Linked DNA regions of Mus musculus: region 2 is linked to region 1. A link is a contact called in public ChIA-PET data. All regions are on one chromosome and are shown on one strand. The core of a region is the stretch at or near the end of the contact, and the rest is flanking DNA. Distances in the headings are between cores, read along the strand shown. Region 1 overlaps Card11 (caspase recruitment domain family, member 11). Region 2 overlaps Card11 (caspase recruitment domain family, member 11).

Region 1 (5,159 bases), core at 1,156-3,655:
CAGCCTTTGCTTGGTTTTTAAATAAGCTCTCACTATGTGAACCAGGCTAACCTGGAACTAGCTATGTCGTCCAGGCTGCCCTCCAATTGCTAACTTCCTGTCTCTGCCGCCCAGGTGCTAGGATCACAGGTGTGTACCACACACCTGCCTACTTATATTGTTTCCTTCCTTCCTTCCTTCCTTCCTTCCTTCCTTCCTTCCTTCCTTCCTTTCTTCTTAATTTGTGACTCTTACTAGGTAGCCCAGGCTGACCTGAAGCTCTCAGTCTTCCAGCCTCAGTCTCTCTAGGGCTAGGGTAGCAATTGTGCATGTTTTTTCTCTTTGATGTAAGTTTGGTGGGTTTTTTTCCTTAAGTGATGCCTTCAGCCACATGGGAATGTCCTTTCCCACAACTAACAAGCTCCTGGTTAAGCAGGTAGCCCCAAGGACCCCTGAGCCAACCTCCCTTCCTGGCATTTTCTGTTCTCTTACCCATTACCAGGAATTCCATGGAAGGCTGGAGGGGGTGAGTGTCCATTGCAAGCCCCCCTTGGATTCAACCTCAATAGCCGGTGTCACTGTGCTCAGCGGGGCTGAGCAAGTAGTACTCAGGTGTGGGGCTACGACCTCACCGAGGCCAACTTTTGAAGTTCCCTAGCACAGCCTGGCACCCACAAGGACAGCTGGGTGGGCACCACTGCTGATGGTGGCTGTTATACTTGCAGAACAAACACTGCCTGCTGGAGGCTGGGATCGGCTGTGTGCGCGACCTGATCAAGTGCAAGGTGTACCCCATAGTGCTGCTCATCCGGGTGAGCGAGAAGAACATCAAACGGTTCAGGTAAGGACACCCAGTCCTCACACCTGCCACACACACACCACCCTTACTCAGCCCTTCCAAAAACTCTGGATGCTGGGACGTGTGACACTAACCCTGAGTGCAGCCGGGCAAATGCCAGTACACATATGTAAGACACATGGGGTGAATGTGGCTGGTGAGAGATGGTCTGTCAACTTCCTGTCACTGAGATACTTGGGTCGAGCCCAAGAATGTAAGAAGCCCAAATTCAAAGAGGGAAGTGGCCAGATGTGGTGGCACGAGCCTATATTCCAGACACTCAGGAGGACCACAAGTTTGAGGTTAGCCTGGTGGAATAGTATCCAACCCTGAAAAGGGAGAGTATTCTAACACCTGCCAGGATAGGGGTGGCTCTCAAGGATAGGATGCTGTAAAAAATCAACCAGGAAGACAGGCAACATAGGGTTCCACTTACGGGAAATCCCTTAAGTATCAGACTCATAGAGACAGGAAGCAGTGATAGGAGCCAAGATGAAACACAGGGGGAGAGAGTGGAGTTTGTGTTTAATGGGGACAGAGTTTCCATTTGGGACGATGTCCTGATTCTGGAATGAAAGGTTCTCACCATGTAGCCCAGGCTAGCTTTGAATTCACATATTAGTGAGTACACTCACGGCTATAATCCCAGCACTAGGGAGGTGAAGGCAGCAGGTCCCCGTCATGTGTGGTCCTTGACCCCCACAGGCAACTGTACAACCCAGGCTTCTAGCTCACACTGTGAGCATCGAGCCCTGCAGCCTCCCCATGTCTTCCCCTGCCTGCTGTCTCTCCCTGCCCACCTCTCCACCCCCAGGAAGCTGCTGCCGCGGCCAGAGACGGAAGAGGAATTCCTGCGAGTGTGCAGGCTCAAAGAGAAGGAGCTGGAGGCGCTGCCCTGCCTCTACGCCACCGTGGAAGCTGAGATGTGGAGCAGCGTGGAGGAGCTGCTGCGAGTCCTCAAAGACAAGATTGTAGAGGAGCAGCGCAAGACCATCTGGGTGGACGAGGACCAGCTGTGAGCTTGTCTGGGTCTGACCTACACACAGACACACCGGGGTCCTGAGCCCCTAGCAACAAAGTTACCAGACACCAGACGCCTGGTGGAAGGTCAGGCTCTGCTGGCGTGAACAGAGATGAGCAACCCCAGAGCCTGGGGCCCAAGGCCAGCAACCAGAGCAGCAGTTGAATGTAAACTCACGGGACAGGGACGGGTAAACTGCCTGCAGGCCTCCAGCAGCCACAGTGGCTGCCAGCCCAAGAAGAAGCACGAAACATGCGTCCCAGGCTGGGGAGACAGGACTCCTCCTATGCCGTTCTTTTTCTTGCATTAAAATTCCTCCAGTTCTCCTTTGCAGAGGTTCTTATCCCACAGTCTCACTAGCAGGTGTTTCCATCAAGCACAGTCAAGGTGGGAATGGGCTAAGCTTTCCCACGCAAACGTATGCTCTGAAGGGAGGTGAAATGAGACCCTTTCGACCCTTACCAGATGCTAACTGTAGAGTTTCTCCGCTGGAGGTGGGGCCTCGGGAGCCACGCCTACCCCTGCAAGCCCTGTAAAGAGTGTTTACTGGTTTGATCCTGTACAGAAAACCACAGCCTCTGGGCTGGTGAGCGCAACGCCCTGCCTGTACGGAGGACAGCATTTCACCGCTCTCCCTGCTATCCTCAGACTTTTGCAATCTCTCCACACACACTCTTGGTGGGGGGGGGAGGGGGTTGAGACAGATGCTCCATCTACAGCTGAGCCCTCTTGGCCACTTACCCTGAGCACTCTGACCAGCTACCAGCCTCTGCAGAGAACTCTGCCCCAAGGCACAGTGGGGCCTCTCCGACCCGGGTTGAAAACGTAAGGCTTCTGTGGCTACATTATGACAAATATCACAGGTTGAATCTTCATGGCTTTGTCACCTTATCAAGGCACCAATTGTCCCATCTTTGTTCTCATTAAAACAACACACACACAACAAAAAAACAAAAACAGAAAACAGCATAGTGCAGCCTGTAGCAGTTTCGTCATTTTAAAAAGATACCAAAAGTGCAACATAGGAAGCTGAGAGTGGGTAGCCGGGGGACCCGGAGGCCACTGCTTCTCTCCTTTCTGCCTCATGGCCCATCCCTAGTCTGCCAAGGACCCAGGCACCTTTCAAATCAACACTCCTAGCAGCCAACAAGCATGGCATCTCCCCCCCACCCCCCAACAGACCATAGAAACAAGTTAACTGCTCTGGGGCTGCCAAGGTCCAGCTGCAGCCATTTAAGTCGCGATAAAGCGCCTGGTGAGGAGCGGAGGGGCTGCAGGGCCAACGCTCCACCTCTATAATGCCTGAAGTGATGGTAAATTTCCTTCAAGCAGAGGCCGTCTCACTTCCACTTAGAAGTCTCGCCAAGGGGACAGACGTGACCAGAAAGGAGCCTCGGATAGAAAGTCTACTGATTTATTTCTATTTATTTATTTAAGTTCGGAAGCCTCGGGCTGGCTGGCCTGAAAAGCCAAACGGACTTGCATAGAGTTTGGGGGGAGGGATGCAGCGTGAAGATCTGGGAAGGAATGAGTGTCTAAGATGCTCCCCCCAGGGATGGCCAAGCTCTAGTCTGCAAGACTGAGAGGCAGGCCCAGAGCCGCAAGGGTGGACGGCAGAGAAAGATGGAAGGAGGTTCCCCCTAACACCCCACTCTCTCTACACTGATCTTAAGTCAACACAGCCTCAAGTTCTCAGGCTCCTGGACCTCGTCCTCCCCAGAGGACTACCACAGGCTTGCCAGCCCTCCCCAACAGAGGGCTCTCACCCAGGGCCTCTCTGGAAGGAACGCTCCCATGTGGGCAGAACCCAAAGCTGCACAGGAAAGGGCGTGTGGGGAGGCAGGAGAAAAAAGGGGTGTTTTCTGTGTTGTTTGGACATGAAAGTCATGAGTGAGGATGGAGGTGCTGGTGCCCCGCCTCAACCCCGGGGCTGCTTTGAAGCCACTGGGTGCCTAGTTCAAAATCATATTGAAAGTTTCCACGCTAGCTGGGTGGCTGGAAGTGACCCTCCCCCACCCCCACCCCTGTGGGAATTTGTTTTTGTAACAATGTGTCAAGTTCAGGTTCCATTCTGAGCTTCTCCCCTGCCTGTCTGATGGGCGGTGATGGGAGGAGGGAGAGGTGGGGGTGGGGGTGGGCAGACTGGAAAAATTGCATTCACCTATAGGTTTACATCTGAAGGAGGAGGAAGGAGAGGAGGGAGAGGAGGAGGGAAGATAAGAGAAAGGAGAAATGACAAAACGGAGTGGCAGAATACATGCTGCCTAGTGAGCCCCAAGGATCCCTGGGATGGAGAGCCCAAGATACCATCCCTGGTTTGTTGATGTGGATTCTGGGGATTGAACTCAGGTCCCCAAGCTTGTCATGCAAGTACTTTACCAAGTGAGCCACCTACCAACCCAATTTTGAGTAATGAATCTCTGGGAATCGGAGCCATGAAAGCCAGTCAAAATGTGTGTGTGTGTGTGTGTGTGTGTGTGTGTGTGTGTGTGTGTGTGTGTGAGTGATGGCGCGTGCTTGGAGACAAGAGGACGGATTGCAAAAGTCTCTCTTCTCTCTTTCCACCATGTAGTTCTCAGGGACCAAAATCATGTCTGTCAGGCTTGATGGCCAGCGACTTTGTCTGCTAGATCATCTCACTGAGACTTTATTCTCAGGGCCTCACTGCTGACCCTGCCTGTGGCTCCACTATTCGCACTGCAGGGGAGACTCCTCCTGAATCTCTACCCGTCCTCCCTGCAAACACAGGAGCATGTATCAAGTGGCCAAATTCTACAAGGCCAGGGTGCAGGGTCAGTGCACCCAAGATCAGACCAACATGCCTAACCCACTCAGAGAAAAAGGCCAACGTCTGGTGTTTGCAAACCTTCCAAGCAACACTCTAGGACCTGTTGCTGGCAACCTGAGACTTGCAGCTAGACTAAAACTAAAGAGTCAGGGCCAGGATCCTTTCTGCTATCTTACAAAGGGACCCTGGCCCTGGGCATGTTTGGCAACCTACACAGTTAGTGCTACAGATCCCACAACCAAAACTGGAGCCCAGGGGGTTGGGGGTGTGGCTCAGTTGATATGGTTGCTTGTCTGAAATCCCAGCACTCAGGGGGTGGAGGTGGGAGGATCAGATGTTTAAAGGCACGTCCTGGACTTTATGAGACCCTCTCTAATAAGTGAGTTAAGTAAAAATCGTAAACAGACCTTGAAGAACTGGGTGTGTGGCTCAGTGGATAGAATGTTTGCTTTACATACATGAGTCACTAAGTTTGATCTCCAACACCACACACACACATCTGGAGCCTTGGATACGTAGCCCAGAACTCACCT
Region 2 (5,159 bases), core at 1,026-3,525, 75 kb before region 1:
ACCAAACTACCTGCAAAGGAGAAACATAGTAGGGAAGGTTTATTTAGGCTTACAGTTTGATGGGATACAGTGCATCATGGCAAGGAAGACAGGGTGAAGAAGACACGGTAGCAGGGATGAAGGGGCTGATCTTTGCAGACAGTCAGAAATGAAGAGGGAATGGGGTGAGGCTTTAAAATCTCAAAGCCCAGCCTCAGTGGCTCACTTTCTCCAGCAAAGCTTTACTTCCTAAAGGCTCCACAATAGCGCCACCACCTGGGGATAAAGTACAAAAACATACAGTCCTGTGGGGGACATTTCACATTCAACTCACAACCCCCAAATGAGAGGTCTGTATGGAGGGAAAGGTTGAGAGCAAGTGGGAAGTGAGGCCCTACAGGATCAAGATCCCCGTGTTACCACCCATTCAGGGAAGGCCTGAGTTTCCAGAACCTGACACTCCAAGCAACAAAGATGCTCTAAAGTTAGCCAACATCCATTCTGTGATTGACATGCCCACTGGAAATGACACCGGTTTACTTGAAGACTCACGTAAGAGTTTTCCAGTCCAACAGTAACCCCAAATGCCCACTGGCAGGAGAACCAATGAGTAACCTGAGCAAGCCACTGCTTGGTAACAGAGAGGAGCAACCTACGATGCCTACCCAGTGAGTGCTAGGATGTGGTAGGGATCATACTGGGGCTCTGTGTTCACTAACAGCAAAGTCAAGAGACAAGAACAGACTACCTCATGTACCTGCAGACAGATGCTTTTTTTCTGGAATGCCAGGCCCCCGTTACCTCCCAGGTGGAGCTCTTGATCTCCTGGGTGAGGATCTGGCATGGCAGCAGGAGCCAGTTGCACAGGGGGGTGCCATCAAGGATGCTGGGGAAGAGAGGCTCCTGGGCACCCCTTCTGCCACCCATGGCTCCTGCACCCTGGCTCTCTGCGCTCTGCACCCCAGGTCTCTGTGCGCTGGTCTGAGCCTTGTTCTTACCCAGGAGCTCAAATCACCCACAGACTCCACGTAGGCAATCTTAAGCAGCTGGTGTTTGGGGGTTTACTGTGTTTTTCTTCCTTTTTATTACTTTTTAAAACCATGTGTGCAATGTGTATGTAGCACATGTGTGTGTGTGCATGTTAATTTCTACATGCACACTGGTATGTAAGCAAGTGTGTGCGGTGTGTGGGTGTCAAGAGCTGAGGCTAATGTCAAGCATCTCCATAGATCATTCCTACTCTGTGTTCTTTTTTCTTTTGGTGTGTGTGTGTGGCTGTGTGGCTGTGATGTGTGTGTATGATGTATATCTGTGTGTGTTGATATTCGATGCAATGTGTGTGTATGTCTATGTTTCTGTGATGTGTGTTATGATATGTGTTTCTGTGCTGTGTATATAATGTGTATGTGATATGTAATGGGATGTGTGTGTCTGTGATGTGTGTGTATGATGTGTGTGTGTGTTATGTGTGTGTCTGATATGTGTGTGTATGATGTGTGAGTATGATGTGTGTGTCTTGATGTGTGTGTATGATGTGTGTGTATGATATGTGTGTATGATGTGTGTGTGATGTATATGTCTGTATGTCTGTAATTGTATGTGTATGATGTATCTGTCTGTAATGTGTGTGTATGATGTGTGATCTGTGTCTGTGAAGTGTCTATGATGTGTGTATGATGTGTGTATGATGTGTGTGTCTGTGATGTGTGTTATGATGTGTGTGTGTGTGTGTGTGTGTGTGTGTGTGTGTGTGTGTGTGTGTGTGTATCTGTTGCATAATGTATGTGGACTTGTGTCACAGTCCTCCTGTGGAGGTCCGAGGACCACTCGGTGTTCTCTCCTTCCATGTGTGTTGGTGCTAGTGATCAAACTCAGGTCCTCTGGCTTGTGTGCCCAGCATCTTTACTTGCTAAGCCCTCTCCCCAGCCCTCTGCTGACCTTGGAGGTCACTGGTTAGCTGGGCTGTCTAGCCAGTGAAGTATGAGGATGTGTCCCGCCCCCAGCCCCACCCTCAGCTCCAGCACTAGGATTATAAGCGCCTGCCTGCCAAGTGCCTGGCTTAGTTTTGTCTCTTTCTGTTGTGGGGACAGATTCTCATACTATAGCCCAGGCTAGCCTCACGCTTGCCATCCTCATGCCTTAGCTTCTTAGCAGCTAGGATGACAATGTGTACCACCACATCCGTCTTCAGGTTCTGCTCAGAATAAAGCAAAAGGAGAAGTGTGCAGCCCACCACCGCCTCCCTCTGCACCTGCTAAAAATAGTTGTAGCCTCCTCAGAGTGCGGCACCCATGTGGGCTTCCGGGGGAGGCTGTGGCAGCCTGCCAGCGTCAGCACTTTCCGGGTGCCTTGCTCCCCACAGCAGAGGACAGGGAATTTGAGAGACTCCTGGACAGATGCCCCTGCCAAGCCCAGGATACGGCTGGTGTAGAAGCCCATGAGTACACCTCCCACAATCCCTCTGTGGCCTGCATAAGCAGAGCTGCCGAAGCTGTCTGTGTCCCGGGCCTGCTGGTGTGAATACTCTCCACACCTGGTCCTTCTGCTCTTGTCTGTGTGGGTGTGCTCGGGGCCTTCAAACATGTCCCTTCACGCTTTTTACCTTGGTGCTTGGGATGAAGCCTAGGGTCTTTTATGTGTCCAGGCAAGCTGTCTACCACTGAGCTACACACATCCCTAGCCCTAAGGCTTTTATGATAGGGACTCTGTGTGGCCCAAGATGACCAGAAATCCTCCTGCCTCTTCCTGCCCCAGTATTGGGATGACAGGCATCCCTTACTTTGTCATCTCCTAAACTGGATGTGTATTCTGGGCTGCAAGGGACCCTACATCACACTAGGCTGGGCTTGTGCAGAGCCCAGAACTGGCCCATGGAAGGCTCTCCACGAACCCCGAGGTTCCATGGGAGCAATATGTACCTGTTTCTTCTGTTGTCACACGTGGGTTCCTTGTTTCTTCTAACTGAGCACACTGTCACAGTTGAGGAGTGGGGTTAGTGCTTGAAGTGTGTTTTCTGGAAAGCTGGAGATGTTCGCAGCCTTCTCTGGGGGGAGCTAGATGAAGTATGTCATGTCTGCTTTCAGCCTGTGGCCCCGCAGAAAGGCGACCCTCTCTGCTGGGGAAGGATTCTTTCCCGCCACCCCCAGTGCTGTCAGCTGGTTCCCATGGGGTTGCTTATGCGTGTGCACATGAGGAGAGGAGTGGGGTGCTGTCCAGCAAAATGCCCCAGGCTACCCTGGGAAACCTGCACTTGAGAGTCATATCAGGCATGTGCAGGGTGAGCCACTTCTCCCAGAAGCCTTGAACAAACCTGGGGACCCCAAAGATGGCCTCCCCTTAGAAGCCACTGAAGGTCACCAGAATGTTTGACTCTAGACTGGAAGTCTATGAGATGTCTTGGGAAATGCACCTTGAAAAGGCTTGGAAGGGGCAGAGGAGGTGACTGAGAAGGCAAAGCATTTGTCTTTTAAGGATGAGGACCCAACCTCGATCCCAAGATTCGCTTTGAAAAGGAACGTCAGACAAGATGAGAGGCTGAGGCAGGAGGATCCCTGGGACTTAATGACCAAGTAGCATGCTTCCTTGGTGAAATCCAGAACAATAAGAGACCCTGTCTCAAAGGAAGACACCTGCAGTATGTCAGTGACACTGAGGTTATCCTTCAACTTTCACACACAACACACACACACACACATAAACACACAAATACACACATACATACATACATACATACATACATACATACACACATACACACAAACACACATACACACACAAACACACACATACACATACACACAAACACACACATAAACACACAAATACACATACATACATACATATACATACATACATACACACATACACACAAACACACACATACACATAAACACACAAATACACATATACTTAAACACATACACACATAGACACATTACCTGTAAACCTTCACACATGGGTGCACCCACACATGTGCGTGCCACACTTATGCATAAAAGAAAAAGTGAGAGAGACTTTAGAAGCCCCATGAGCTGTTTGTTCAGAGACAAGCGACCACACACAGCTGGCTCTTATAGGATTAAATTCATTTCAATGGGTTGAGAATTAAACTCCTTAAGTGTAGTCCCAGAACTTGGGAGGTTGAAACAGGAAGATCATGCGTTAGAGACCGTCTGCGTGACTTGTGAGTTCCAGGCCAGCCTAGATAGAGAGGAAGGCCTCAAACAGAACGTGGGGAAGTTGGAGGCTGGGGAGTGGCTCGGGCAGTTAAAGTCAAGCCAGGGGGTCAGAGTTCAGATCCAGGACCCATGGATAGGCTAGTGGGTGTGTCAACCTGCTTATAAGTCCAGCCTCAAAAGGTAGACACAGGGAATCCTTGGAACAAGCTGACTAGTGAGACTAGCCGTGTGGATGAGCTCTGGGTTTGATTGAGAGATCCTGCCTCAATGAATAAGGTGGGAGAGAAATTTAAAGTGATTCCCAAACTTCAACCTCAGACCTCCACACACAAGTGCACATGAAAAAAAGAGAGAGCAAAAGAACACAAGAGAGAAAGAAAGAACAAAGGAAGGGAAGAAGGAAGGAAGGAAGGAAGGAAGGAAGGAAGGAAGGAAGGAGAGATAGAGAGAGAGAGAGAGAGAAAGAAAGAAAGAAAGAAAGAAAGAAAGAAAGAAAGAAAGAAAGAAAGGAAGGAAGGAAGGAAGGAAGGAAGGAAGGAAGGAAGGAAGGAAGAAAGAGAGAGAGAGAAAGCCAGCAGGGCTTAGAGGCACATTTGAAATAAACACACAGTACATCCGTGCCATACAAAGTCACAGTGTTGTGTAGAGGGTTTTAGTGTCACCTCCAGGTAGAACCCACCCTGAAGCTCACTGTAAACCATCAGATCTGGCTCACTGGGTAGACACACTGACGTTCCAGACAGAAAGGTAAAAAGACTGAGAGACAGGAAGAGCATGTGCCACAGCCCTGAGCCCAGTCAGGCTGATGGGCAGCTTCGGAGTGGACTGCCAACAGACTTCTTTCGTTATTTAGGGTCTTATCACTGGCACACGCGTGAAAGGCTACTTGCTGTCATTCAGCGTCATGTCAGGAAGTCAGAAGTAGTCCCTACGCATGGGGTCCCAAGTTCACTCACCTCCAGTAAAGTATATGATCTTCTGTTTACTGATTCTCTCTCTCTC

Evidence for each region. ChIA-PET counts read pairs in DNA pulled down with a chosen protein or histone mark.
Region 2: an RNA polymerase II ChIA-PET map of memory CD8 T cells shows a contact between it and region 1, with 436 read pairs. The contact joins two enhancer-like sites. A contact is called at or near these places in 3 of 39 promoter capture datasets (the C10 cell line, hippocampal neurons and liver), 1 of 15 datasets of contacts at CTCF or cohesin (pro-B cells), 31 of 484 Hi-C or Micro-C datasets (B cells, CD4 T cells, CD8 T cells and 16 more), 7 of 115 datasets of contacts at active chromatin or transcription factors (CD8 T cells, effector CD8 T cells, embryonic stem cells and 3 more) and 2 of 9 other capture datasets (adipose tissue and pancreatic islet).

What each region holds. Positions count from the first base shown.
Region 1 is chr5:140,870,002-140,875,160 of GRCm38.p6, reverse strand. Card11 (caspase recruitment domain family, member 11) reads left to right here. Exons shown (of 25, transcript NM_175362.2): 24 at 705-820; 25 at 1,632-2,162. The coding sequence ends at 1,836. The region is part of intron 3 of Gm30804 (a long non-coding RNA gene); the gene reads right to left. Among named protein-coding and RNA genes, the nearest start is that of Gm52831, 19 kb to the right of the region's middle. Within about 2 kb of position 2,405, at least 97 of the 459 cell types and tissues checked have an H3K27ac peak or open chromatin away from gene starts, as enhancers often do. A contact at or near this core is called in CD8 T cells, Th17 cells, bone marrow-derived macrophages and 5 more, where this site is marked.
Region 2 is chr5:140,945,342-140,950,500 of GRCm38.p6, reverse strand. All of the region lies in intron 1 of Card11 (caspase recruitment domain family, member 11), which reads left to right. Among named protein-coding and RNA genes, the nearest start is that of Card11, 53 kb to the left of the region's middle. Within about 2 kb of position 2,275, at least 90 of the 459 cell types and tissues checked have an H3K27ac peak or open chromatin away from gene starts, as enhancers often do. A contact at or near this core is called in CD8 T cells, Th17 cells, bone marrow-derived macrophages and 5 more, where this site is marked.